Linked DNA regions of Mus musculus: all the other regions are linked to region 1. The links are chromatin contacts, called in public HiChIP or PLAC-seq maps. All regions are on one chromosome and are shown on one strand. The core of a region is the stretch at or near the end of the contact, and the rest is flanking DNA. Distances in the headings are between cores, read along the strand shown.

What was found. HiChIP or PLAC-seq counts read pairs in DNA pulled down with a chosen protein or histone mark.
Region 2: an H3K27ac HiChIP or PLAC-seq map of embryonic stem cells shows a contact between it and region 1, with 9 read pairs. The contact joins the enhancer-like site here to the promoter of Cdk1 in region 1. A contact is called at or near these places in 1 of 39 promoter capture datasets (embryonic stem cells), 1 of 15 datasets of contacts at CTCF or cohesin (the NIH/3T3 cell line), 8 of 484 Hi-C or Micro-C datasets (the AML12 cell line, the C2C12 cell line, cardiomyocytes and 5 more) and 6 of 115 datasets of contacts at active chromatin or transcription factors (the NIH/3T3 cell line, embryonic stem cells, epiblast stem cells and 1 more).
Region 3: an H3K4me3 HiChIP or PLAC-seq map of the SCID.adh cell line shows a contact between it and region 1, with 9 read pairs. The contact joins the enhancer-like site here to the promoter of Cdk1 in region 1. A contact is called at or near these places in 1 of 484 Hi-C or Micro-C datasets (embryonic stem cells), 2 of 115 datasets of contacts at active chromatin or transcription factors (the SCID.adh cell line and extraembryonic endoderm stem cells) and 2 of 9 other capture datasets (adipose tissue and embryonic stem cells).
Region 4: a CTCF HiChIP or PLAC-seq map of the NIH/3T3 cell line shows a contact between it and region 1, with 9 read pairs. The contact joins the enhancer-like site here to the promoter of Cdk1 in region 1. A contact is called at or near these places in 9 of 39 promoter capture datasets (the 3T3-L1 cell line, 3T3-L1-derived adipocytes, HPC-7-derived erythroid cells and 5 more), 1 of 15 datasets of contacts at CTCF or cohesin (the NIH/3T3 cell line), 32 of 484 Hi-C or Micro-C datasets (3T3-L1-derived adipocytes, the AML12 cell line, the Ba/F3 cell line and 27 more), 16 of 115 datasets of contacts at active chromatin or transcription factors (the NIH/3T3 cell line, the SCID.adh cell line, astrocytes and 10 more) and 3 of 9 other capture datasets (adipose tissue, embryonic stem cells and pancreatic islet).
Region 5: a contact with region 1 is called in an H3K4me3 HiChIP or PLAC-seq map of the SCID.adh cell line, with 9 read pairs. The contact joins the enhancer-like site here to the promoter of Cdk1 in region 1. A contact is called at or near these places in 6 of 484 Hi-C or Micro-C datasets (the C2C12 cell line, the MC3T3-E1 cell line, embryonic somatosensory cortex and 3 more), 5 of 115 datasets of contacts at active chromatin or transcription factors (the SCID.adh cell line, embryonic forebrain, embryonic stem cells and 2 more) and 1 of 9 other capture datasets (embryonic stem cells).

Annotation. Positions count from the first base shown.
Region 1 is chr10:69,350,251-69,355,766 of GRCm38.p6, reverse strand. It overlaps Cdk1 (cyclin-dependent kinase 1), which reads left to right and starts at 2,855. Exons shown (of 8, transcript NM_007659.4): 1 at 2,855-2,931.
Region 2 is chr10:69,855,822-69,861,337 of GRCm38.p6, reverse strand. All of the region lies in intron 8 of Ank3 (ankyrin 3, epithelial), which reads right to left. Among named protein-coding and RNA genes, the nearest start is that of Gm33416, 7.8 kb to the left of the region's middle. Within about 2 kb of position 2,272, at least 57 of the 459 cell types and tissues checked have an H3K27ac peak or open chromatin away from gene starts, as enhancers often do. A contact at or near this core is called in embryonic stem cells, stem cell-derived neural progenitor cells and stem cell-derived neural stem cells, where this site is marked.
Region 3 is chr10:69,783,245-69,788,760 of GRCm38.p6, reverse strand. The region is part of intron 1 of Ank3 (ankyrin 3, epithelial); the gene reads right to left. Among named protein-coding and RNA genes, the nearest start is that of Gm33416, 80 kb to the left of the region's middle. Within about 2 kb of position 3,365, at least 34 of the 459 cell types and tissues checked have an H3K27ac peak or open chromatin away from gene starts, as enhancers often do. A contact at or near this core is called in the SCID.adh cell line and extraembryonic endoderm stem cells, where this site is marked.
Region 4 is chr10:69,649,294-69,654,809 of GRCm38.p6, reverse strand. All of the region lies in intron 1 of Ank3 (ankyrin 3, epithelial), which reads right to left. Among named protein-coding and RNA genes, the nearest start is that of Gm33464, 89 kb to the right of the region's middle. Within about 2 kb of position 2,024, at least 47 of the 459 cell types and tissues checked have an H3K27ac peak or open chromatin away from gene starts, as enhancers often do. A contact at or near this core is called in the C2C12 cell line, the N1E-115 cell line, the NIH/3T3 cell line and 6 more, where this site is marked.
Region 5 is chr10:69,633,164-69,638,679 of GRCm38.p6, reverse strand. All of the region lies in intron 1 of Ank3 (ankyrin 3, epithelial), which reads right to left. Among named protein-coding and RNA genes, the nearest start is that of Gm33464, 73 kb to the right of the region's middle. Within about 2 kb of position 2,274, at least 29 of the 459 cell types and tissues checked have an H3K27ac peak or open chromatin away from gene starts, as enhancers often do. A contact at or near this core is called in the SCID.adh cell line and embryonic forebrain, where this site is marked.

The DNA.
Region 1 (5,516 bases), core at 1,606-4,105:
GACACAGTGGCACAAGAGTGACACATGTTATGGAAGTAACTACATTGTGATAGGACGGAAGGCCCACTTCATGAGATGGATCTCTTATCTGACACTGTGAAAGTGACCAAGGACCTAAGACTAGGTAAGTTATGGACCTAGGGGGAAACCAAATACTATTATCCTGCTAAAGGAACATAGCAATAAAATGACTGCTAATAGCATACTTCTATACACATAGATAAGTGCCTAGCTCAACCCACATCAGAAAAGCTTCTTGCACAGAATGGGGAGATGGAGTTAACACAGAGACTCACAATTGGACAATGTGGCCATAGTGAGAGACTTTGGAGCACCCAGTCCTAAATGAGATGTGTTCATCAGCCCCCATAGCCTCAAGGCTCACAGATCTATACGGAAGAGGAGGCAAAAAGATTGTAAGAGTCAGAGGAGATGGATGACTCTAAGGAAACCATGTCTTTGAGACTCACTTGGACTCACAGAGACTGTGGAAGCACACGCAAGACCTGCATAGGGTCAAGCCAAATAGAGACCCATCACGGAGTGGGGGAAGCAGACATGGGCTCCCATGCGATAAGCTAGTTTATTCTTCATTCTGATGCAGGTCTTCTAGCCTGTATTAGTCTTGTCTAAGAGGATATGATGTGCCTTCCTCCTCCTATGAAGTCCAGGCAAAGACAGCTGCCATCCTAGACTGCCCCTCATTATCCTCAGCTCTGTCATGCTGCTTCACTTTTTTTTTTATTAAAAAGGGTTTATTTTAATTATGTGTGTATGTCTGTGTGTGTGCACATGTGTGTGTGTGTTGTGTGCATTCGAGTACCTATGCAAACCTATGGAGATGAGAAGACAGAGTGGACTCCCTCAGAGCTGGGGTTACAGGCATTTACAAGGATGCTGGGTTTGTTTTGTTGGTGGAGGGATCTGAACTCCCATCTTCATGATTGTGCGCAAATGCTCTTAATGGCTGAGCCATCTCTCTGGTCCCACACCACACTGCTTCATTTTCTTGAGGAGTTGAGAATCTTTTCAAAGTGGAGCACAGCCTCTTTGAAGGATGTGGTCTGAGGGTGGTGGCAAGATAGAGCTTTTGGTGTTGACTTAGAGCCGATAAAACAGATGACATTTTGTTTGTTCATAGATTTGTGAAGGTTTGATTTCTAAGGAATATTTAACATTTAAAAAAAAGATTTATCTATTTGGTATACAGTATTCTACACACATGTATGCCTGCACACAAGAAGAGGGCAGCAGATCTCATTATAGATGGTTATAAGCCATCATGTGGTTGCTGGGAATTGAACTCAGGACCTCTAGGAAGAGCAGACAGTGCTCTTAACCTCTGAGCCATCTCTTCAGCCCAATATTTAACATTCTTATGTGGAGATATGTCAAAACATTTAGTGTGTTATCATTGTATACATAATGAATACATAAGTGTATAATCACAGAAACAGGCTGGCATTTTTTCTTTTCAGTTTTGAGGGTGTCTTTCAGTGTTTCATTGGTTCCTATCCTCTTGTCTTCTTAAGGTACTTTAAATGTGATCCTTCTGCTGGCTGCTAAAAACTCATTGAAAAAAACATAATCTGCAGGAACACGGGAGAGCTGGAAAATACATCAAGTTACCTGACACAGACATAGAGAGACAGACACTTCATGTTCTTTCTCATAGGCGGATCCTAGCATGTAATGTTCATATGTTAGTGTGTATATAAGGTTCCAACTAGAAAGGAAAGGCTGCCCGAGTGGGGGGGGGGATTAGAGTCATGGACATGGTGATAGGACACAGAGGGCTATGGGCTTGGGGGCGTGCAGTTACGAGGTGCGGGGACTAGGGTTACTGGGAGAAGGGATGAGAAGAATTAACACAGACCAATATTGTCTGAAAATTCCATAGTGAAACTTAATATTATATATATACATATATTAAAGGTGTGTGCCACAATCCTCAGATATATATATATATATATATGTATATATATATATACACACACATATATACACACACACACACATATATATACACACATACATATGTAAACTAATATATTATATATTAATATTATATATTATTTATATTATCCCAGCTTAATATAGAATTTTGAAAGGCATAATCATAAAGTAATTTTAAATGTTAGCAATAGCCAGGTGGTGGTGGCAGCACACGCCTTTAACCCCAGTACTCTGGAGGCAGAGGCAGGAGGATCTCTGTGAGTTCAAGGCCAGCCTGGTCTACAGAGCAAGTTCTAGGTCAGTCAAAATTACACCCAGAAACCTTGTCTCAAAACAAAACAAAATAAAAGTAAGAAACTCTTTTTTTTTTTTTTTTTTTTTTTTGGTTTTTCGAGACAGGGTTTCTCTGTATGTGTAGCCCTGGCTGTCCTGGAACTCACTCTGTAGACCAGGCTGGCCTCGAACTCAGAAATTTGCCCTGCCTTTGCCTCCCGAAAGCTGAGACTAAAGGTGTGTGCTACCACGCCCAGCTAATAACAAGCTCTTGATGTAGTGGTACTGTCACTTTGGTGGCTGGCTATCTAAATTCAATGCATTTGAATTGTGTTAGTCTTGGAGGGAAATTACACACAGAAAGGTAGCTGGAGAAAAAAGAGAATAGATTAGACTGTCCAGAAACAACAGGACGATATTGGAAGGAAAACAGAGCTCAAGAGTCAGTTGGCGCCCGCCCTCCTGCAATTCCTCTGGCCGCGGTTTCCGCTCCCTTTCGCGCTCTGCGCTCCCAGGCAGCCCCGCCCAAGCGTAGCTCAGCTCTGATTGGCTCCTTTGAACGTCTACGTGCAATCGGATTGGCGGATCCCGGGAGCTTTACCGCGGCGAGTTTGAAACTGCTGGCACTCGGCCTCTAAGCTCCTGGAGTTGCTGCGTCCGCGCAGTCCGGAACTGCGGTGTGGCCCCAGCCGGGACAGAGAGGTATGGCGTGAGTCGGACTGGGTGCAGGCTGGGCCTGCGGGGGCTCCACGGGATCTGGGGGTTCCCCCGGGGAAGGGCAGGACATCCATGTGAGCCTGGGGATCCCTTGTGGACGGGTAGGGCCTCCACGTGAGATCTTGGTCTCCTGTGGACGGGTAGGGCCTCACCTAAGTCCGGGATCCCTTATGGTCGGGCATGGCCTCCCTGAGCCCGGGGTCTGGGGTACCCTATGGATGAGCATGTCCTCATCTGAGGCCAGGGTCCCCTATGCAGGAGCATGGCCTACCTGAGCCTGGGGACACTATGGAGGAGCAGGGCTCACCGGAGCCTGGGATCCCTATGGGGGGGGGGGGCAGGGCTCACCCGATCCAGCGGTCCCTTATGGAAGGGCAAGGCTCACTTGAGCCCCGGGTCCTGCGGACGTGCAGGCCCCTACGCGAGCTCCAGGTTCCTGCAGACTGGATGGGCCTCGCTGGAGTGGGCCCGGGTGTGGGCGGGGTGCCAAGTTATGTCCCAGGCCCTGTTGGCTGCCAGTGTGGAGCTGGGCTGCACCAGGCCAGCTGCCTTCGGAGGCCTTAAGTCGGTACTGCCGGAGAAACAGACCCGTGGTCGTTTAAAAAGCTTATTCCTACCAAGGTGCAGAACCAAGAAAGTGTAGGATCGTTTATTTTTAGTTGCCTGTGCTAAGGCCACAGACTGTACCCAGGCAAAGAAGGAGAGAGAGGGAGAACCGCGGATGCCTTCGCGTCCTTGATCGTCTTAAAACATAAATACCGATGAAGGTTCTGATGTGCGGGCCACCATCGCCTGCCCCCAACTTGGATACACTGGGCAGCTTTTAACAGCAGGCCCGGGAGACTGGAAAATGTTGGAAGGAAATAAGCCCAGCTTTCAAGACATGTTAACTCTTTGCTGTCTGTGCAGAGGTGGTTGAAACGTTTAATGCTCTATAGTTATATTAAGTCTCTGTATTGAAGAAAGGGGGTTGGGGGGGGATGCGTTGAAATTTCCTAAACATAATCTCCATAGTTGAGAGTCAATCTTATGTGTCTGAGAATCCCCAGGGTTCAGTGGGATGCCTGGCAGGACCCTTGGACGGGTTTACATTTTCCTTCTGAATTTTTATCTGTTGAGCCGCTGCCTCCTTGTGCAGTGCCAAGAGCTGGGATTCCTGGCTGTGCCCCCACACCCCATGGAGTTGATTTTACTGTGGAAAGAGATCTGTAAGGAACAGCTCACGAGAGGTCAGCCATTCCTTGATGCTCATTCATAAGGATCTTGTCACCCGTGGCAGAGGGCTTTCAAGGAGAAGGCACACCTTTTTCCTACCATTCTTTGTGAGCCAAGAAATTGTTTCTCCCTTGTTCGTGATATTTTTCAAAGCATGATTAGCAAACACACTGTCTTAGCGTTGTTGGGATGAAACACCATGACCAAAGCAAAGGAACTTGGGAAGGAAAGGGTTTAGTTGTCTTGTACTTCCACGTCACAGTTCGGCCTCAGAGGAAGTCTGGACAGGAACCTGGAGGCAGGAGGCCATGGAGGGGGCTGCTTCCTGCCTTCTTTCACATAGCTTGCTCAGCCTGCTTTAAGAACACAGGACCCTATATGCCCACGGATGACCCCACCCACAACGGGCTGAGCCCGCCCCCATCAATCTCTAATTAAGAAACTGACCTAAAGACTTGCCTCCAGCCCCATCCTATGGGAGCATTTTCTTAACTGAGGTTCTCTCCTCTCAAGATGACTTCAGCTTGTGACAATGTGACCTGGCCTAAAGCTAGCCAGCACAGCACAACACCTTCCATTCTTTCTTCTAAGGTGCTTATGGACATTTCTTTCTCTTTGAGTACCTTGAGTGGGATTGTCTGTGGCTGCTTTTGGGAAGCATTCAATTGAATGATTTTTGTTTTTTGTTTATTTCCCCCGAGACAGGGTTTCTCTGTGTAGCCCTGGCTGTCCTGGAACTCACTTTGTAGACCTCGAACTCAGAAATCCGCCTGCCTCTGCCTCCCAAGTGCTGGGATTAATGGCATGTGCCACCACTGCCTGGAGAATTGAATGCTTATAAGGTAAACAGATGCTTTTATTAAAAACAACAACAACAACTGTTATTCCTAGTGGTTGGACTTTACAGTTGTACTTTGTTTCCTTTTGAAACAGTGTTGCAGCGAACGAGGCCACAGGTTGGCCTTGAACTTGTTCTTCCCTGTGCTAGGATTACATCGTGCACAACTTCCTTCTCGCAGACTCTTATTATTTTAAGAAAAACTAAAACAGTACACCATTTTAGTACGGTAGTAGTGTGCTGAAATTCAGCCCTGGGGATCAGGGCCTTTTGCTTTTTTTGGTAAATTTTGAGACATAGTGTCACTAAGTTGCTTTAGCTAGCTGTGTATCAGTCTCCACAGTGGCCGGCTTGACAGGCCTGCTTGCTTTGTGCATGTGAAGGGGCTAAGCCCTTGGCTGTGTAGAATATACAAACGCAGTGTCTGAGAAGGCTCAGAATGGCTCACTTGCAAGAACAGCTAAACCCTAACAAGACCATCTGACCATCTGGGATGACTGACGTTTGCCGGCTACGC
Region 2 (5,516 bases), core at 1,023-3,522, 510 kb before region 1:
CTGTCTGCGATGTTGCTTTGGCTACAGTCTCTCCACCCCATGATGCTATCTCTTAGTAACTTTTGGAGTTCTGCTTCACATCACACCTTTAACTTTCCTTGTATTCAAAGTTGAGCTGGGCTCTCTCTTCCCTTGGGTTTCTATAGTGAGGCTCTGTAGTAGAGAAATCTGCCTGACTTATCAATTTTTTAAAATAAAAATGTATTTATTTTATGTATGTGAGTATACTGCAGCTGTCTTCAGACACACCAGAAGAGGGCATCAGAGCCCATTACAGATGGTTGTGAGCCACCATGTGGTTGCTGGGAATTGAACTCAGGACCTCTGGAAGAGCAGTCAGTGCTTTCAACTACTTAGCCATCTCTCCAGCCCCTTGACTTATCAACTTTTAAAATTTGTATCTTTACTGTTACATGTGTACATGTACATGTACATGTATGCAGGTACCCACAGGGACTAGAAGAGAACACCAGATCCCCTGTACTTGTAGTTCCAGGTGCTTATAGGCACTGGAAATCAAACATGGCTCCTCTGGAGCAGCAGCAAGCATTCTTAACCACTGAGCCATATTTCTAGGCATTCTTTAATAAGTATCATGAATACTTTTTTCTTCAACATTAGTCTAGCCTCCCCTAATCCCAAAGGTAAGATAAACGATGAAGAGGCAACTGAATCTAACAAGGCATGATGGGATACTCTGTGCCAGGGAGACTGAAACAGGGGCATAGCAAGCATGGGGATAGCCTGAACTAAAAAAGGCAGTTTGAGGCTGTCCTAGACTACATAGTGAGGCCTTATATCAGAAAACCAAAAGAAAACAAAACAAACAAACAACAAAATAAAACCAACCAACAAAAATCCCCCAACTACTAAGTTAATGAACAGAGTGATTGGATGTCTTTTCAAGAGTGCTTGTTAGTTTGTTTTTGAGTCAATGTATTGGGTAGTTAAGTCTGACCTCTAACCTGCTATGAGGGTGGAAGAATGACCTTGAACTTCTAACCCTCCTGTACTGAGATTATCATGACAACACATCCCTTCTGTGTGATGCTGGGATCTAACTCAGGGCTTTTATAAATACCAGGCAAGATTCTACTAACTGAGCCACATCACCTGAGTTCACACTAATCATTATGCAAGTATTTCCTAGTTGGATGATCATGATTGAAAAAGGATGTTTCCGCTCTGCCCTCCTTCGTTTGTGTGTGCGTGTTTGTGTCATGGAATGCATGTGCGGAGGTCAGAGGACAACTTCAGGAGCTGGCTCTCTCCTTCTACCGTGTGGGTCCTGGGGACCAAATGTAGGTCGCCAGGCTTGGCTGCAAGCTGCTCTCCCTGCTGAGTCATCTCACAGGTCTTGCTTCGTCTTTTGCTTTGGATTCATTTTATTAAATGCTGAAACACTATTGAAATATCTCATCCTTTAAAAACAACTACAAAACAAAACAAAAAAATCAAAACAAAAACAACAACAACAAAAAAAAACCCACCCCAAATCCCAACCCTCTGAAATTCTCACTGGAGGAAGTTGTTGGTCAATTAGATTGGAAAGCATGACTCAATCAGCTAACTCTCAGAATTTGCTCTAATAAGATTTTCCTTTCTTGTAAACCCGGATACTGCAAGCTTATAAAAGAGCTTTTATGGATAACGTGCTTGCCAACAAAACACTTGCATATTCCTCACTTTCAAATTACACAAATGTTGCTGGATCCTGTTTGTTTGTTTGTTACAAGAATTCTTTTTTTTTTTTTTTAAACCAACCCCTGCAAACTTGCAATGTATGTATGTAAAGTGTCAATTACAAGGAAGGAGTCCTGGACCAAAAAGAAAAAAAAAATGCTGTTCTCCAACCTCATGTAACATTAACGCCCATCTGACAGATTCTTGGCACAGGCAACTTTGGGGGAGGTGAGGGAGCCCACTTCCATACCACACATATATAACAGACTAGACAGGATCGAGTGGGAAGCTGAGTTGCCATGGTGACATTATGGCAGGAAATGGAATTGCGAAGGGTTGGCAATTTTCTTTCCAATCCCCTAGATTTTTTTTTTTTAAAGCATTAATGTAATGAATGGGTTTCCCTTGGGCAGACTTTTGAATTGCCCATACAGGCTGGCCCTGGGCTTCTATTTCATTTTGGTGACAGTAATCTTGTAAGTGAGGGGGGGAGCTTCGTGCTGCTGGCTGGAAAGAATGCTCTCTCCTGTTATGCAAAGAGCCAAGCCTTATGTACACAGAGACCCAAAAGACCTTCCTTCAGTCTGACCTTTGTGCACAGTACAGAGCAGGACTTGGACCAGAAAGCTAGGGACAGTAGGGTGTCACACCAGAGAATGTTATCTAGAACAGACCCTTACCATCTGGACACTGCACAAAGCCAAGACTAGAGGGATATGCATTCATGGTTGGGAGAGGAATTTCCAGAAGTAATGTGCTGATTTTGGTTTGTGTCCACTCCGCTCACCTCTTTCTTTCCTAAGCATCCCCCCTCCCCATTCTAGAGATGGAGAAGGAGGTAAAGCCGGGGAAACTCGGGGATGCTCTGAATGTAAAGTAGATGGTTATATTCAAACAGTGGAGAACAGAAAAGAAACAAGCAACAATGCACCCAAGAAGGGCTGGTACGGCAGTCAAGACACACCAACGAACAGTGATTAGAGTTTAACAGAAAACAGAAAAGCTCATTCTTTATGTTGGCATTTCCACCCACTCAAACCTTGACTGGCCCTTGCTTTAAATCATAGGCAGTTGTAGAGTTAACCCAAGAGAAAATGGAGCCGTTTTTAATGTCCTCTGTTACATGAGCTTTATACTTGGGGTCTTATTTTATTTGGACCACTGTTCCATGGGAGAGGTCTTAGGGGCTCTATTTATAGATCAGAAAACTGCTCTGGGGGGTTGATGCAACTATCCAAGGTCGCACAGGAAGCCAAGGGTCGCAATGAGAGTTCACGTGTAGACTTGTCTCTGAAACACTGGGCTTCATCTACTACGACAAATACTAATCCATACACACATCCAGTACTCTTTTCCAATCAAGACTTCATTTCTGACATTATATATGGACGTAGACTCTCTTCCTTCTCTTCCTGATTGTGCCACTGTTCAGGCGCTGTTCATGCAATTAAAATGAAAATAGGAACTGGTGAGATGACTCAGCATGTAAAGGCGCAACCTGTCACCTGACCCTCCCCCCCGCCCCCACACTATAGCCCGTGTACCTACATGCACGCATATGCAAACCTAAAAGAATATATATATATATACACACACACACATATATATATATATATATATATATATATATATATATATATATATATATATATATATAAAAGGTGAAGGAAAAGAATGTGAAACCCTCTGGCCTTTCTCTACTCATAAACTGCAGTTTTTGGAGAGAATACAACCTTATATTATTTGATGTTTCTATCCTGGTTTAGTGGGTTTTGTGTCTCTTGTTTTGCTTCAGATTGAGTGTTGTTTAGAAGGTTAAGCTAAAAGAATGCTCATCAATACATCCATTCATTCATTATTTACCTATCATCTACCTGTATTCTTTCTCTTTCTCCAGTCTCCTCATCTGATTTTTTAGCTAAAGCTCTTGATGGTTGTGACTGTCTGAAGACTATAATATATACCCTACATGATCATAACCCAACTATCATTGGTTATATATCAATGTCAATCTTATGAATGTTATGTGTTGAAGTAATATCATACTTAACTTTATGAATAACATGAGAATTCTGTAATATAATTCCATTCATTCTATTTGGTTTGATTTGGGGGTTGTAAATATGACACAATTTTCATGTGTTATAAATCTCCCAACAAACCGATTTGTTAAGTGTGAACGTGAGATGTGATTATACATTTTCTGGAATTAGACACTTGGTATGCACAAATACATCTCAAGAGGATGTTATTAGGTTTAAAAACTCACATCAGGGCTCAGAATAGAATCCAACAGTGAGTTATTTATTGTTTAACTTTTTTTTTTTAAAGAAAGGGGCATCATCAGGATGCTGACAGTGGATCGCTGTGGGCTACTTCGGTGTCTAGCTGGTTTGAGTTACTTCAGAGAAGTTGGACGTCAGTGTCACCAAAGCACACTAGGGGGAAACAGGAGATTCAGGAGGGTGCCTGCACCTGTGATGGAATGGCAAGTATTGAAAGCAGGGACTGTCTTGAGCTTGCTAGTTAGACTCTTCTACAGAACCAGGCATGCAGTACCTATGCATGCCATTGCACTCCTCCTGAGCAAGGTAAACTGTCTTTCCAGCATGCCATCCAAGTGTCAGGACAAAGAAAAAGAGCCCCCTGTCGTTTTCTGAGGCTGTAGAACGTATTCATTCCTTCAAAGGGGAAGCCTGGGGTGTTTCATCTTTACCTCTCTGAATGTAAGCAAATTCTCTCAAGGTTCACTACGTGTTGAGAGTTATTTTTATTTTATGTGGATGATTGTTTTGCCTGTATACTCATATATGTAATGTGTATGGGCTAGTGCCCACGTGGACTAGAGAAGGTGTTGGGTCCTTTGGAACTGGAGTTACAGGTGGTCGTGAGCTGCCATGCTGGTGCTGGGAACTGAACCAGAGTTCTTGGGAAGATAGTATGCATTCCTCACCACTGAGTCGCCTCTCCAGCTCCTATCAATATTTGGGGTTTTGTTGCTGTTGCTTGTTTTTTTTTTTTGAGATTGGGGTGTGTGTGTCTCATATAGTCCAGTCTGACCTTGAACTCTTGATCCTCCTGCCTCTCCTTCCCAAGTGCTGAGATTAGAGGTGTGCAAAACCACCCTGGACTAGGTTCCCAATAGTTGTGACAGAAAATGAAAGCCATCAGTCCATTTTGTATAATGTGAAGAAGTATTTTCAATAGTCTTGGTTCGTGGATAAACCTGGAACCCTTCATGTTGCCCAATGTTTGTGCCAACAATTTGAACTCAGAGGAAGCTGTATTTTAAAATCTTGAGAGAGGCTGTGATGGTTTGTATATGCTTGACCCAGGGAGTGGCACTATTACAAGGTGTGGCCCTGTTGGAGTATGTGTGTCACTGTGGGTCTGGACCATAAGACCCTCACCAGAGCTGCCTGGAAGTGAGTATTCTCCTAGCAGCCTTCAGATGAAGATGTAGAACTCCCAGCTCCTGTTGCACCATGCCTGCCTGAACGCTACCCATGCACCTGCCTTGATGATAATGAACTGCACATCTGAACCTGTAAGACAGCCCCAGTTAAATGTTGTGCTTACAAGAGTTGCCTTGGTAGCCGGGCGTGGTGGCACAGCCTTTAATCCCAGCACTCGGGAGGTAGAGGCAGGTGGATTTCTGAGTTAGAGGCCAGCCTGGTCTACAAAGTGAGTTCCAGGACAGCCAGGGCTACACAGAGAAACCCTGTCTCAAAAAAACAAAACAACAAAACAAAACAAAAAAAAACCAACAAAGAGTTGCCTTGGTCATGGTGCCTGTTCACAGCAGTAAAACCCTAAGACAAAGGCCTTTCTAT
Region 3 (5,516 bases), core at 2,116-4,615, 430 kb before region 1:
TTTCCTTGCTTGCTGTAGATATTTGCTTGATAAACATTGAAATTGATGTTACATAATCTCCTGACATCTGTTTATCCACACTCTAATGGGGTGGCACACTTTAATGTTGATTTCCAGCTCTTGCTAGTATGAAGAAAATATAAATACAAATATTTTGCATTAGAATAAAAAGATTGCAAGTGTATCTTTTGCCTTATGACCAAACATCTTTTTTAAAAAAGCATAGAGAAGGTTAAAAACCAAGTTGTTTTCAGTTTCTTTTGGTTTATAAATATTAGTTTAATTTCATTTTTATTAAGCAAATTAAGCATTTTGAAGCAAATCTATAGCACTATCATACCATCATCAAAATAAACTTATTTTATGATAAATAAATGTTTGGGTCACTATGTCACTAAATACTTTCATCTCAAAACAAGAAACTCTAGTCTCAGCAGCAAAAGACAAGTTTTAGGTGCCTTCCTTGAAATGGATCAAGGAGGGTCCTTGAAGATCTTACAGGACTACATGCACCATCCTACTAGTCTGTTTTCCGAAATAAAAATCATTAACAAGAAAACGAGAGATCCTGTCACCAGCTGAACATGCAATTATTATTCTATGGATGAGTGAAAAACCAGACACAAAACAGAAGAGATCAGAGTCGAAAGACATAAAACCAAATAATTATACAAGCTTCCTTTTGATACTGTACAGTACTTGTACTTCCCTAGGGTTTTGAGAGAATTTCTAAAAGATTTTTTTTTTTTTTTTTTTTTTACCAGCTGCAGCTCCGAGACTCCACACTACAAGCGATTTACACTTGGAATTCCTTTTATTGCAGTACGTTTATTCTTGAGCCTTATCCGAGGGCTCAAGTTTAAGACTTAACTTTCCAGCAGTTGTTGACATCAAAGCTAATTCTTCCACACAGACTTGATTAAAAGCAGACGGGGAGAGGCTGTTTCTAACGTTAGTTAAGGTGCATCTATCTACGCCCGTGCTGCTAATGTCTCAATAAACAGGTTATGAAATCACTCTCAGTAGCTCCCCAACAGAAACCCCATACTGTTGTAGGAAGACCTCTCCCCACCACAGTGGAGGCCACACACTGAACATTATCATCGGCGAGCCCTGCAGCAAACACTTTACGAAGAAGTCTAATTATCTACTATACCCTCTTAGCAAGGACCGTCTCCATAGAGAAGCTCACGCAGGCAAACGGATCGCACTTCCATTCACATCAGGCAGGAAGCCGGGAGAGGAAGAATTCCTTCTCATTTTCCAGCAGAGCTGGGTCCAGCATCATCTGTGCCCTGTTGTGACAGGACTTCTCTGTGATCTGTGTCGGGTCAGTACCCTTCCAGAGACACCGCTCAGGGCATGGGAACTTCAAATCCAGCCTGTCATTTTATTATACTTTTTTTTTTTTTTTAAACAGCTTGCCTACCAAAACAGAAAATTCTGCGCATATGGGCTGGGGTCGAGTGCTTTCACCACTGAGCTGATATAGTCTGACATGAAACAGAACGGAAATGCTCACTTGGACCTGGCATTTCTCTTAGGTCTCAGATATTTTTAATTTCAAGTCCATTAGTTCGTAAAAGAGCAGTGTTTTTCAGGCTTGTTCTTTAGCACTCGATCTATCTGTGCTCAGCTCTAACAATTTGGAGCATTTAGTATTTCTCGAAGTCAGGGCTAAGTAACTTCTGATTCTGTCTGTAAGGCTTTCTGTCTGTAAGCCGCGCAGCAGAACACACACCTGAGTTCGACAATATAGCTCATAATTCTTGGTGAGTAAGTTGATTACTTTTAGGGTGACACAGGGTTTTTTTGTTTTTTGTTTTTTGTTTTTTTTTAGAATGCTTGTCAGTACGTTCCTGTCCCTAGCACATTACAATGTGTACAGCTATATTGCGAATTTCAAAGCTTCCTTTGAAAAGGCCTTTGTCTGAGGCACACGGAATGTTGGCGGCGAGGCCCTCAGAGGTTAAAATTCCATCCATTAGCTGTAATGTAGTTACACTTCCCAAAGGTCACCGAGGGTCAGTACTGCAGCTAAGAGAACTCAGTCTTGAAGTGTACCAAGATGACACCTGAATCTACTTACAACCATAGCAGAATTCTCTAGATTGCCTTTTTTTTTTTTTTTTTGACTGAGGAATGACAGTTCCTTTCTCACACCATCAGCACGCCTGACTTCCTGAATGAGTAGCCATGTTCTTGTTTTTTTATAGTGTCTCTGTTATAGTCGTTATAACCGACATGTTCACTCTGTGCCCAGGATCTGATATGCTCAGAGTAAAGCACACCCCCCTCTGTTGGAAGCACAGGTGTTCTTGAGCAAGCTATACTGACTGAAGGGCAGAGGTAGACGCAGAACATCACGCAATCACGCACAGCCCTTCCCGGCATGGCCATCTTAGCAGTCCTATACATTGCCTAGAAGCAAATACCTCAAAGTTTTAGTTGCATAAACCAAACACCCACCTCCTCTACCTTTTCAGAGTAGGATCCTGTAAGGAGATAATGGCTTATTTAAGTCCACTCTTGAAAGTCAGTCGACGATGACACTTACATATAAGGTGTTTGTCAACCAGATTGGAGATAACATACGTTTCCAGCCTTTAGTGATAACCTCGTCATGCGTTTATTTTGAGTTTCCAAACTAAACTTTTATCTTCCCCCAACTGTGAGAAGTTTCACAGTCCCCCTTACTGTCATGCCACAAAAGCTGTGTCGCATGCCTTAGGATTTATTTTGAGAGATGTGTGGCTCAAGGAAACTTCTCACGCTTTCTCCTTCACCAGCTTTTCCCCTGTCCCCAGCCACACACCATCTACTTCCATCTTATTAAGCAGCATCCTCGTAAGCCGGGTCGCTCCAGGACACACTCCACATTCCATCACAGGCAAAACATACCTCCAGTCCAGATCCCAGCAACATAGAAAGGACGTCTTACGTGTCCTGAGCTCACGCCTTTAGCAACAGATCCATCTCTCCCCTCCCCAGTAACATACATGCATATATTTAAGGATACAATCATTAAAAAGCAACAGTTGCATAAGGGGGGGAAACCCCACTAATTTAGAAGCAGTTAAATGCTTACTTCTTCTGGGAAGCCCTCTGGCTCTTCCACGGCCATTCTCTGAGGCCAAATACGAAACCTGATAACTCAATTAGTTAACACTTGGGGCAGAACATCCTGTCTAAAAATATCCGCCTTGGAAAACGTAAAGACGTCTCCCCGACCTCCTAGTAAGGAAACAGGAGCTGGCCAGAGAAGCGGCTATTTAAATGGAGGGGTGGGGTCAGACCAGAGTAGGGAGCCTTGCAAGCAGTGTAGTATCTCCCAGAATCCACTGAGGACTTATCATATCTGTGGCCTGCAGCCAAGCCCAGAGGTCTTAGTCCTGATATGTGGGATTCTGAAAATAGCAAGCTAATCAGCTGGGTCCTGTGCCCTGGCTGCCTGGAGTCGCTCAGGGAGCTAGTTTCTGTTGCCTGCTTCTCTACAGCCATCTCTGCACCCTGCTCTGATGTCCCTTCCAGATGTAACCATGTTCTGTGGCTCTGGTATCCCATTAGCCTGCATATTACTTTTTTTAAAAAAAGATTTATTTAGTTATTATATTTAAGGGCACTATAGCTGTCTTCAGAGACACCAGAAAAGGGTATCTGATCTCATTACAGATGGTTGTGAGCCACCATGTGGTTGCTGGGATTTGAACTCAGGACCTTCAGAAGAGCAGTCAGTGCTCTTAACCACTGAGCCATCTCTCCAGCCCCAGTCTGCATGTTATCTATTTTCTTTCCCTATATTAGCTGTACCGGTGAGCAGATGTATGAAAATATGTGTATACAGTGACAAATACTGACTCAATGCTCTTGTCACTGGGGGTCGGGGGTAGGAAACAATAAATGACTCCATTCAGATTATTAGGTTTGGCGACACAACACGCTGGCGACATTTTATTGTTTGCACACTTTGGTACAAGGGGGCTCAGAAGTCTATTGTTATGCAGAGTGGCACTCCTATTTTATTTAGTTCAAACTCGGTCCCCTCCTGCGCACTTTGAGGCAAGAAGTTAAACTAGTGGGCTCAGATTCTGGGAATGCCCAGGATAAGTCTACTTGTGGTTTGGTTAGATACAGAATATCAGAAAGCGAAAGAAAATAAAATCCGCTAGTGTATTAGTTGAGGCAGCATCATAATCATATTCACACAATTGATCGATGACAGTGTTCAATGGGAGAATTGCTATCGGGGGAGGTATCTACAAGTGTGTGATTAGCAGTCATGAAGATTAATAGTGTCAAGTCATAGTACAGCTAATAATCTTATCAACATTCCTTAACATTGATTTTAATTCTTAACGAACAACTTAGATACGTTGGGATTTCCTATTGAAAATATGATGTGAACCATATGAAACTGGCACTTCCCCCACCCCCTTTGTTTTTTCCAGACAGGGTTTTGCTGTATTTCCTGGTCTGCCCTAAAACCTACTGTCCTCTTGCCTCAGCTTCCCAGGTAGCTGACATCCCAGGCAGATTCCACAGTCCAACATCACAGAACCGCAGCTATTAATTACCAGGACTCATCAAACATGCGATATACTATGTTAATTTCTTCTTAGCCACGAAAAGCTGATTCACTAGTGTGAGACAGAGGGGCACACATGCTGAGGGGCACACGTGGAGGTCAGAGGGCAACCTGAACCTCTCCTTCCACCACGGGGTCCCAGGCATCAAAGCTAACTCATCAGTCTTAGCGTAAGTGCCTCTACCTCCTGGTCTGCATTGGTCCTCTCTTAATTTCTTTACATTTACTGCTCTAGCTTTCAAAGAAATGCCAGGAAGAACTTTTTGCCATATTTGCAGGTAAAACCAGAGCTGAGAGTAGTTAAAGAGTTCTCAAAGATCAATAGGTCAGAGTTAGGACTGGAGTGGACATGATTCTAAAGGTTTGGCTTTAACACATACTGATTAGCCACTCCCTTACCGCACCCCCCCCCCCCCCCGCTTGGTGGTCAGGGGGAGAATCAAGAATCACATAGGCAAAGCAGAAGCCATAACAGTACTTGACCTAAAAAGTTGTTACAAAGCCACAATCATCAAAACAGTATGACACCCACCCACAAATAGACTTGCTTAGCAATAGTAGAACAGAAGACTCAAAACCGAAATTCTTATCTGCAGGCAACTGATTTGACAGAAGAAAGAAGTATCTCCAGTAAATGGTATTGACAGAGCTGAATATCCACATGAGGCTGGCTCAAAAGGACCTGGAGTCTATAAATGTATGGAAAGCAAGTGGGGACAAGCACATTGATATATGTATATGTATGTGTATATACATATACACATACACATATAATACAAATATATATATATACACATTATGTATATATACATTATGTATACGTGTGTGTATATACACATATACACACACACACATATATCCATGCATACCAAAAATATTGCTGGGCCAACCCAAAGTTCAGGACACAAACACCAAGAAGACTAGATAAATG
Region 4 (5,516 bases), core at 775-3,274, 300 kb before region 1:
TTTCTGAAGCTTTGGAGGTGTGTACAAACATGTACATAAGCATACACGGTTTTGTATTTTATCTGTTTTAAAAATGAGTGTCTGCCATCATCATAACCATGTAACTGTAAAAGGAAGACACCTGGCCATGTTCCAGAGCTGGCTTTATCCTGTGACAAGCTTTGATTCTGCGGCAGGTCGGAAGATCCAGCTTATTAATACTTTGAGTCATAAGAAAAAGATGCATCTGAAACGCTTACATTTAAGAAAAGTCAGAACACAGTGCTTGGGACCTATAAGGTTCTAGTAAGTACTTCAGTTGACAGCAGGGATCTCTCCAGGGGAGGGGCTGGAGAGATGGTTCAGTGGTTAAGAACATTGACTGTCCTTCCAGAGGTCCTGAGTTCAACTCCCAGCAACCACATGGTGGCTCATAACCATCTGTAGTGGGATTTGATGCCCTCTTCTGGTGTGGCTGAAGATAGCAACTGTGTGCTTACGTGCATAAAATAAATAAAGCTCACTCCATCATAGAACCATTCCTAAGTCCTCACTGACAAATTGAAACTAAAATTCCTATTTGTACATCACACCAGCAGGGATCCCCAAATCTCTGTAGTTCCCCCTCAGGCAGGAACTTCTGCGTAACCCCCAGATGCAAGGTCCCCTCAACAGGGGACCATAGTAATTCTGCCTTTTTAGCTCAACTGAGTCATGAGGGAAGTTTCTACAGGAACCCAAGAGAGGGTCAGTCTTGTCTCCTGGGTCTGCCACCAGCACATTAATCGGGAACAGAACACGGCCACTGAAGACAGACAGCAGCTCTCTGGTGTCTCACTGGCTGGAAGAGGACTCAGAGACACAGGATGGGCTGTATGTTCAGAGTACGAAATGCAATCATTGGTATTTATCAGCAGTGTTGGTCTCCAGGAGCCACTTACTCTCTCAAAAGGACAACCTCTGTTCAGGGGAGCAACAGCAAGGGACGGCCAGGCAGCCTGGGACCTGCTGAGCACCCACTCTGAGAACACAGTAAACCCAGGGGCTTGGTGTCTTTATTCCCTAATCCTTCCTATACTTGGTTATTCATGTGGAGTTTTAAAATGTAAAGAGTTTTTCTACTTTGCAGCCATAAAAAAAGGCCAGTTTTTTAAAGGCACCCCCAACACACACACACACACACACACACACACCTTCTTTCTTAAAGAACAGAATAGGAAACATCTCTTTTCAAGCAGAAAACTATCTCATCTATCAGAATGGAATATGTGCATCCAATGGGTTAAAAAAAAATCATCTCTCAGAGCAGGCTCCATCATGCCCCGTGGCCACATTCCTCACCAGGGCCAGAACAGCCTCACTGGGACTAGGTTAGCACCCATCTGGGAGCACCTGGTATTTTTCACAAAAGCCACGAGCCTGTCTGTCTATTCCTGGGATTACTGCGGAGTCCTAGGAGTCCCAGATTGAAGACGGATTCCGAGACTTTCTGGCAACAATTGTCAGTTGAAAAGGACACTCAGTGACAGCTTTATCAAAATGCAATTGTTGACACTCCCCCTCCCCACCCACTCACTCTCCCTCCCTCCCTCCCTCCCTCCCTTCCTCCCTCCCTCCCCTCTCTTTGCTTGCTCTGCATTGCAGACCTTGCAGCTGACTAAGTCTCTCAAGCAGCATTGGCAAGACAGGTTTTTGAAGGCAGACCCAACCCAAAAGGTTGTTTGGGGCGGGGTGGGGTGGGGAGGGGGTATTACCTAGAGGAAAGAGATCAGACCCTCCTGCTGTTGCTGTGGGCAACCTCAATAAGAACATCTTTTTAAAAGGTGGAATGGAAGCCAGCAAGTACCTGGCAGCCAAGTGCCACTTAGACGCCTTTACTTAGGCATTGGGCAACTGTACTTGATCCTTGGATAGCTCTGGGGTTTGCGTATGAGAAATGTTTCGGAAGCAGGAAGTTATCTGCCTAAAATACAAACCTTTGCCCATTAGTCAAGGTAATCGGAAACAACCCCACCAAATGGCAGGAAATACCACAGGCATGAGAGACTGGGCATTCTCCCAGGGCCCAAAGCTCTGCCAAACTCCACACAGGCAACCCTTCACAGCCATGTCTACTTGATGAGGAAAGGGAGCCTTGGATGTTCAAAGACGAAAGGACTTCCCCCAAATAGATACGGGAACAGTACAGGAAAAGCAGGCTTTTCGCTTTAAAGCCTTCTAAAAACACCAGCCGGTGACACGGGGGCATGAGGATGAAGGGAGAGCCTAGTCTGCAAAAAAGGCAAAAATAGAAGTTTTCTTCTATGACCACTTTGGATAGAAGCATACTCCCCAAGGAGACAGGCTTCTAACAGAGAGCAAAGGTCTTTTATCTGTCCCTGGTTAGCCAAAGAGAGAAAGCTCGAACTGTTCCGGCAAGAGCGCATACGCGCGCTTTCACAAACACACACACACACACATACACACACACACACACACACACACACACACACACCAACTTTTGACAGCCCCTGTGCAAAGGACTAAGCAGGGTTTCCAAGGTCATTGTAAGCTGAGGTATTCCCAAGGCGAAATGTACCCATGCATTCCCCCACGAATGCCAGAAAGGGACACTCACTGCTGATCTTGATATAAAAGTAGGCTCTTGCCAGCCTTGTTCCTATGAACAGAATGAAGGGGTTGGAAAGCATTTGGTAAAACAAGCTGAAGGGAAGGCTGAGGTAGAGTCTGTAGTTTTAGAGGAGAGCCCCTATCCTACAAGTGTGTGTGTGTGTGTGTTTGCATGTGTGTATGTGCATGTGTATATGTGTGTGCGTGCATGTATGTGTGAGTGCATGTGTGTGCATGCATGTATATGTGTGTGTATGTATGTGCGTTTATGTACTTGAGTGTATGCATGTATATATCTATGCATGCATGTGTACATGTGTGCATGTATGTACATGTGTGCATGTATATATATATATATATATATATATATATATATATATATATATATATATGTGAATGTGTGCATGTATGTGTGCTATGTGTACATGCCATGTGTATGTATATGAGCATATATGTGCATGAGTGTGTGTACATGTATGTACATGCATGTGTGCATATATATGCATGTGTGTTTGTGCATGTGATGATGCATATATATGTGATATGGGATGCATATGTATGTGGAGGCCAGAGGTCAACCTTAGTTACTGCCCACCTTTTTCTTTTTCTCTTTTTAAAGATTTATATATTTTATGTATATGAGTACACTGTAGCTGAACAGATGGCTGTGAGCCTTCATGTGGTTGTTGGGAATTGAATTTTTAAGATCTCTGCTCACTCTGGTCGCTCAGGCCCAGAGATTTATTTATTATTATACATAAGTACATTGTAATTGTTTTCAGACACACCAGAAGAGGGAGTCAGATCTCATTACAGGTGGTTGTGAGCCATCACGTGGTTGCTGGGATTTGAACTCAGAACCTTCGGAAGAGTAGTGCTCTTACCGGCTGAGCCATTTTGCCTGTGCCGCATTCACTGCCCTCCCTTTCTTTTCTAAAAGAAGCTCTCTCAGCAGCCTCAAACTTATCAAGTAGGCCAGGATGATTGGCCTGTCCCCGCCTCCCAAACTCAGGAATGACAAGCCTCCATCTCTGTAGCTGCAATGTATAGAGCCATCCCAGACTACTTAAGAATCCCAGCTCAAAAAAGAAAAAAAAAACAAAACCAAAAACCAAAAACCCAGCTCAAACGCTGTGTGGTTTCATTCCTCAGAAGAGGAAAGAAGGCAGTACGGATCCCGACACTAACACTATACTCAGCAGACTCAGCAGCAGGTAGCCCAGCTCCCAGGACATCCTGCACCAAGCTCATTCATCTACATCACAGTATAGGGCACACTCTATGTACACAGCTGGGAGAGAGCTCATGCTATGTCCTGAAAGGCCCCCATCTTGAAGACAGAAGAGATGGCTCAGCAATTCCTGTGGCTCACACCACAGAAGGTGCAACCATGATTTCTCCCAGTGGTGCTTGGACCTCCAACATGCACCCTTGGCATAGGAGAGCCCCTCCCCCAAGGATAAGTAACTATATAGATACATTTTAAGACAAGACTCCAGCTGTTTATAGCCTGTGGATGCAAAGTGGAAACAATCCTGTCACTGTAGGGAGCTGAGGACTGTAGGGGGCCATGGCATCAAAAGGCGACAGGAAACCACCACGGCACAGGTGGAGAAATGAGACACCAACGAACACTGAGAGTTGATTTTCTCATTATACCATTCAGGAGGCTTATGACTCTCACAGCCTCCCTTTCCCTTCAGCTAGAAGAAACAGAGTATGTAAGATTTACTCTAGCACCAAAAAGCCAAGCTGGGGCGGGGGGGGGGGGGGGGGGAGTGGGACACGGTTCCCTTACTAACATTTTTTTTTGGTTTCCCACTTTATAAAATGCTTAACCTATTTGCACAGCTGTGCCTCTTCCTTCCCTGACAGCCTGGCAGGGACGGGATGGCTCAGTGATAGTGACCTGTGTATTTTCTCTGATCCCTTGGGAGGTGGCTTCTGCCTCCTGTGACCTCAGCCAGCCAGCTGTGAAGAGCTTTGGGGGTTCCAGCATTTGTATTTGCTGGAAGCAGCTTCCTGCCCTAGAGGAAGAGAAAAATTGATTACCCAGTCCTTTGAAATCTCTCCTTTTAAGCCATGGCCCACCTCCAACTGAGCGTGTGTGTATAGGTATTGTAACTGATCATCTCAGTTTATTTGGAGAGAAAATTTTGGCCAGTGGCTCCAACCTTGCTTGTTCCATGATGCTCTGGATGGCCAATTTGACCCAAGAGCTGATGTTTGTCTGTAACCAAGGCCCGGTTTCACAGAGTTGGCGCTAAAGGAAGCCAGGGACTTGTGGAAGTGTCTGACGTTCTAAGCGGTAGCCACACGAGGCTCTGTGTAGATCTTGTTGGGTGTGTAAACACTGTTCCTGAGACAGCGGGGCAAGAGGACATGGTCCGATTACTTGTGATGAAGTGTCTGACAAAGACAACGTAAGAAGGGGGATATTTGCTTTGGCTTACAGTGTGTGAAGATGAGCGGAAGCTGTGTCAGCGAGAACACACAAGGCTGCCACGTGGTATCCACAGTTGGCAAACAGGCCCGATTTCATTCAGGGCTGCGAACACCCTGAGTAGGTCTTCCCTTCCCAATGGAACCTCTAAGAAAAGATCCCACCTCATACACACCCAGAGGTTCTTCTGGGTGATTCAAAATCCCATCAGGTTGGACATCTAGATTGGTCCTCAAAAATACACTGGTGGTGGCAAATGTAAAGGAGTTTGGCCACTTCCTAGAATTCTGCTTCCAAAACCAAGCTAAAATTTAAGGACAGACATCAGCTCAGTAGAGATGAACTCTCACAGTGACACTTAACATTTGGTTTGTCAAAATATGTTTTTGAAATGTGGTCTGTGTTCTATGCTTCTCCTTCAAACAGATTTTAGTGTGTGTGTGTGTGTGTATAATGGTGTGTGTGTATGTGTATGTGTGTAATG
Region 5 (5,516 bases), core at 1,025-3,524, 280 kb before region 1:
TCCAAGAGCCTGAATTGCCTCCCTGAGTATGCCACTCCTTCGGAAATCTACCCGTGTCTCTTAGACACACCTGCTATCCATCTCTGTAGAGCTCCTTGGGCTTGTCTTTCTGAAATGGACCACAGCTCCAAGGCAAGCACTTCTGATTCAGAGTCGAGGGTTTGAGGCCTGAGCCAGAGAGAGCTGAAAGCATAGCTCAGACATCAACAGTGGATGGCTTCATCCTAACACACCACCCAACACAGAACACCGCAATTCCTCCCTGCAGACCCGGCATGAAAGTCCCGGCCCCGGGGCTTAGCTGCACACTTCCTCTGCAAATACAAGGGTTTATCTAAAAGAGCCAACCCACGGAACATCTAAGCTGCTAATACAGAAGTAATCGCTTGTCTCTAGGAGCGAACCCTTGGGAAGGAGCGGCTTGCCTCCCAGAGGCAGAGACAATGATTCAGCAAGCTAAAGCTGTCAGAAAGGCAGTATTTAAGACAGCAGGCAACCCTGAAACCCAGAGGGGAAAAGAAAAACAACTTTTCGTGGCCCCTCTCTATGCAGTTTAAGACATAAGAAGGTGAGTATGGGGATGCCCTAACGGAAAAACAAAACAAAGTCAAACTGTCAAACACATCTAGAAAAGGTAAGGCCGTCAGGATTGCTCTTCAATAACAGTGAGCACCAAACTCCATTCTGTCCCAGGAGAAGGTGACCAATGCAAGTGATTTCTCAGAATTAAAAGTGACACTTTGGAGGAGCCCAGGCCCGCTGCTCAAAGCACAAGCTGATCCAGGCATCCCCATTCCATTAGAGGCATCCTTTTATCTTCCCGAGTCTCCTGACTATCTCTTCCAGAAGTGACATGTTGTCCCTACTTGGGATTGAAGTTAGACAGGCTGTGTTTCCAGGGCTTTTTGAAGGGTGCTATTTAGAATTTATCCAGCTGTTAGAGTCTACTGTGTGGAGTGTCTAGCGAATGTGCTGGGAGAAAGACTCACCCTCCTGACTGAGAGAGAGAGACCCACATCAGACATCAGTGCTGTCGCTGTGACTGAGGTACCCTGACGCAAGGAACTTAAGGAAGAAAGGGATCACATTGTCACAATTCAGTGGTGTCACCCCTCACGAACAGGAAAGCCACTGCAGCAGAAACTTGAGGAGGCTGGCCACACCGCATCCATATCAGAAAGCAGAAAGCTACAGCTGCTGGTGCTCAGCTGGCCTTTCCCTTTTGATTTGGTCCAGGACTCCAGCCCACAAGATGCTGCTGCCCATAGATAAGAGTTAGGTGGGTCTTCTAGATGATTCTCTCAGAGCCATGCCCAGGGGCTTGTCTCCTAACCACCATAGCACTACATGGCCCACGTCACATGTAAACCCTAAGACTTCCATAGAGGCTCACATAGTCCATATGATGACATCATCCACACAGCACAGGCAGAATGGCGAGGCTTAAAGTATGGATAGCCGTAGAAATGTCCGCTAACTTGTATGAAACTATTTATATGCATCTTATAGGGTAACACTATAATAAGTGTGGCTTTAAAATCTGCATCATTCCATGGAGGATTTAATAGGGGATCTTTACGGTTGTTTCACAGGTAAATACTCTCTCCAAGTCCACAGAGGAAAGCGCTGGAGTCTACTCAACTCAGGGCTCCTGGTAGCCACTGGGCAAAGCAGGCATGAGCCTGAGGCACAGGGTCCAGAATCTACAAAGCTGGTCTATGCTTAAGAGAGTATGATTCTCCCCTGAATGGTCCCAAGGTTTGAGAGCCAGCTTCACCCTACAGTGACGGCATTTCTCTGTGAATGGCTGGATACATCTGAATACACTGCCTTCAGATGAAGACCCTGGATTTTGATCTCTTCTCACTTCTGGAGTGAACATCCTTTCCAAAACACGAGGTCTGAAGGCAGCCACCCCCGCAAAACCTAAGCATCATCAGCGACCCCCTTACTTCACACTGCACTTTGTTACCCTGCCAGCCCCCAACTAAAATAATATTTCCAATAATGCTTTACTGTTATCAAAACAGTCACCTAAACACATCTGGGTGAGGATGGTATTTTGGGCACGCAGGCTGATTGCTGGGGGATAAGGAGGTACACACATCTGCTCCAGAGCAGTCTGTGTGGTTCTAATGACAGCATTCACCACGGAGACAGGGGGGGGGGCGATATTCAAGACTGCCAGACAAAAGAGACAGAAGGGGTGGATGAGGTGAGGGGGAGCTCTTCCGTCAGATGCTGCCATGGTGCTGGCATGTCATTGGTCCAAATGCCACCCATGGGCTTCAGGGATGACAGACAGCCTGCCAAGGCAGACATATAAACATGACAGAGGTAGGGGCTCTGACCAAGTGTCTGAAGTAAATTCTATCCAACTCAGACACAATTTTGTTATGCTTCCCAGTCTGAATATATACCCTGTCCCACCAGCATCCCATCAAAATCCACGGCAGGACTGTCCTCCAGGAAGGCCATCTGTGACTCTGGGACAGGTTAATAACAAGCTAAGTCTAACGACTGCCAGCTGTGAGCAGGGTAAGCATTGGGCGTGACTCCCTTGTAGGCTGGGATGGGGCAAGGTTGAGAATCACACAATCGAATAGAAATTCACACGTCTGACTCCCGGCAGAGGAGAGGGAATGGGGGTGAAAATTACCTCTTCTCACACAATTCCCGTTTGTCTGATCACCAAGAAAACAGCATATAAAGAGAAACTGCTCATGTGGCCCATGTGTGCTCATGCTGCTCATGGGGGCAAGAATGTGGTCTGAGGAAGGTGTCGAAGAAAGAGGGGGCTCACGGCAATATTTAACAAGGGTATCATGGGAGAGATTAAGGACCAGTGCATCCCACAGTTGGAAGGCCAGGATACACTTTTTCAGGTTATTCTATTGACACTTCAACACAAACACACACACACACACACACACACACACACACCAAAACAAACTAGCGTAAAAGACAAGGCTGATCTTTACAGCTTGGTGCATATATAGACTACAAAGACGCCTCCCTCTGTCAATCAAACTCCCCTCAAGAAGGCCATGGCTTCTCTTGGGAAGGTTGGTGATATTTTGACTCACGGGAGAAAATCACAGTTACCATTTGGTAGAAACCCCTGAGGGTTTTTCTCTGAAAAACTGTGAATATACCCTCTGCAAGCTAAACACTGCTCCCTCGCTGGGACATCTGCTACTGTCTGTCCACACTCTCTAGGGAGCCACCACTTCTTAGAGACCTGGAATCACTTGTAATTTTAGTCATAGTCTTCCTGAATTTCTATTTCCCCATGCAGTACCCTAAAAAGGAAAATATAGCTTCGTTGCTGCTATTGCTTGTTTTGGGGTGCAGCCTAGGGTCTCACCTAGGCCAGGTAAACCATCTACCACCGAGCCTTCTCAGCCCATACCTGGCAGCCGGTTTCTGATCAGGTTTATAATCGATCTACAAAACAAAATCAGTGGGGTTTCTGCCTCAGATGCACAGTGAAACCCCTTGAGGGGAGATTTTTTATTTTTCAACATACCAAGCCTGGGCTTCTGCCCCCAGAGACTCCGATTTAATTGGCTGGCATGATGCCTAGGTACGGACATTTTCCAAAGGCCCCCCAGGCACCTACCAGCTGATGATAATATAGAAACTGAGCCAAAAAAAGGTCTGTTCTGTCCTAGGGCCTTGGGTCTACAGCCAAGCCCCTTTCTCCAGAACTTGCTTGATTCTCCAGTCCTTACACTGTTCCTTGTGCAGCTGCCATTCCCTGTCTTACCTTTCCAACCTTGTTAAGGTAAGTCTTGCCAGCGCACAGCTATCTGCGCAGATTTGAGGGACTGTGGGAGCCCGAGGCACCGAGTCGCTTCTCACATGCATGCTGGGTCATAGGTCCTCATGCTTTATGCCTGGGCTCTCTCCCTAGCCTCACAGAGCCAATTTTATACCTGTGACACAAATGCAGAATCTGGATCCTAAACTTAAAAACACAATGCTGATAACAACAGTTGCTCTGCCTGTTCCAGCTTAGTCTGGATCTAGAATCCACCAAGCCAGGCAATATGCCTGTCTGGCTTTCCAAGGCAAACTTGCCAAAGCTCTATTTTGTTTTCTGACTGCGTTTCTATGGTGAAAGTAGATTCTTGTGCATTTTTAAAAAATTTACCACTAAGACCCCATATGAGGACTTTTACTAATGAGTTATACAATTCCAGGAAGTATCTGAAAGAATCTTACCCCTGGGTATACCCAGGGAACAGACCCTGAATTCCTGAACCCCGTGTAGGCTGTGTAAATTCTTATGGGTATCGCACAACAAAGCCCCACTTAGAGCTTCGAGCTGCTTGAAACAAGGGATGTATTTATACATTCACATTTGGTGATGAGCACAAGTCAATATACCCCCATTAGTCACACTTCACTGTGGCTATAGTGCAAGAAACTGCTGTGCAAGAAACTGCTTCACAAGAAGAAGGAGACTCTCCATTTCCATTCAAGAGAAGGAAGTGTCTCCAGCACAGAAGTATGGTGAGATGGAGGCAGGGATGAAGGGAGGCAGGGAGGCAGGGAAGCAGGGAGGCTGGAAGGTTGGGATGCAGGGAGGCTGGGAGGCAGGGAGGCTGGGAGGCTGGGAGGCTGAGAGGCTGAGAACCTTGGCCACCCAAGCCAAACACTCCTTCAATCTTTCCTTTGTCAGAAGAGAGTGGAAACAAAACAAAACAAAACCCTGAAGTCATTCCCTGGAATTTTATGACTTGATGGTAAAACTTGACAAAATGTTTTAATAATGGAGGCACTCCTGAGGGAAATCAAAACAAGAGAGGACTTAGAAGAGTGGACCAGGGGCCATCTGGAAGATCTGGGAAGCTCAGTTGTTCTGCTGTCTCTAATGGACTCAACAACTGGGGAGAGCTGAAGCTATCCCGGAGTTCTCATCCAGCAATTATGTTACAGAGGCATTACCTGACTATTCGATAGCGGAGATGGGAGGTATTAAAACCGAGGGCTCTTTCTCCTCCATCACATCACAGGCCACACCCTGCAGCCTTTGGTTTTCCTGAGCACTTCTGTAATTACACCGTAAAGGGGTCTCTTTATACGGAAGGCATAAAGCTGAGTAGACCAAGCTTGAACTGCTTGAAGGATGACCCAGAGACCACAGCAGTTGTCTTCATGAACACAGGCTAGGCCCCAAGCTTCCAATTTCCAGATATGCACGTGTTCTTCGTTTATAAAGATTAGGTCGAAATGTAACTGTGTGTCTTTTGCATTCAATAACATAGCTCAGGATACCCAACTGATGCCATGACTTCTGCATTCACTAACATAGCCCAGGACACCCAACAGATGCCATGACATGTCTCAGGTGGTCAGATGCACCCTGACTATACTCAAAAACTCGAAAGTCCATTTAAGAACGGGTGTGATCTTCCCATCATGCTCACCCGAAAGCACCGAGCCATCAACTTGACTGAATGGATGACTTCTTGACCTCAACTTCACATGCCAAGGACAAGTGTAGTGAC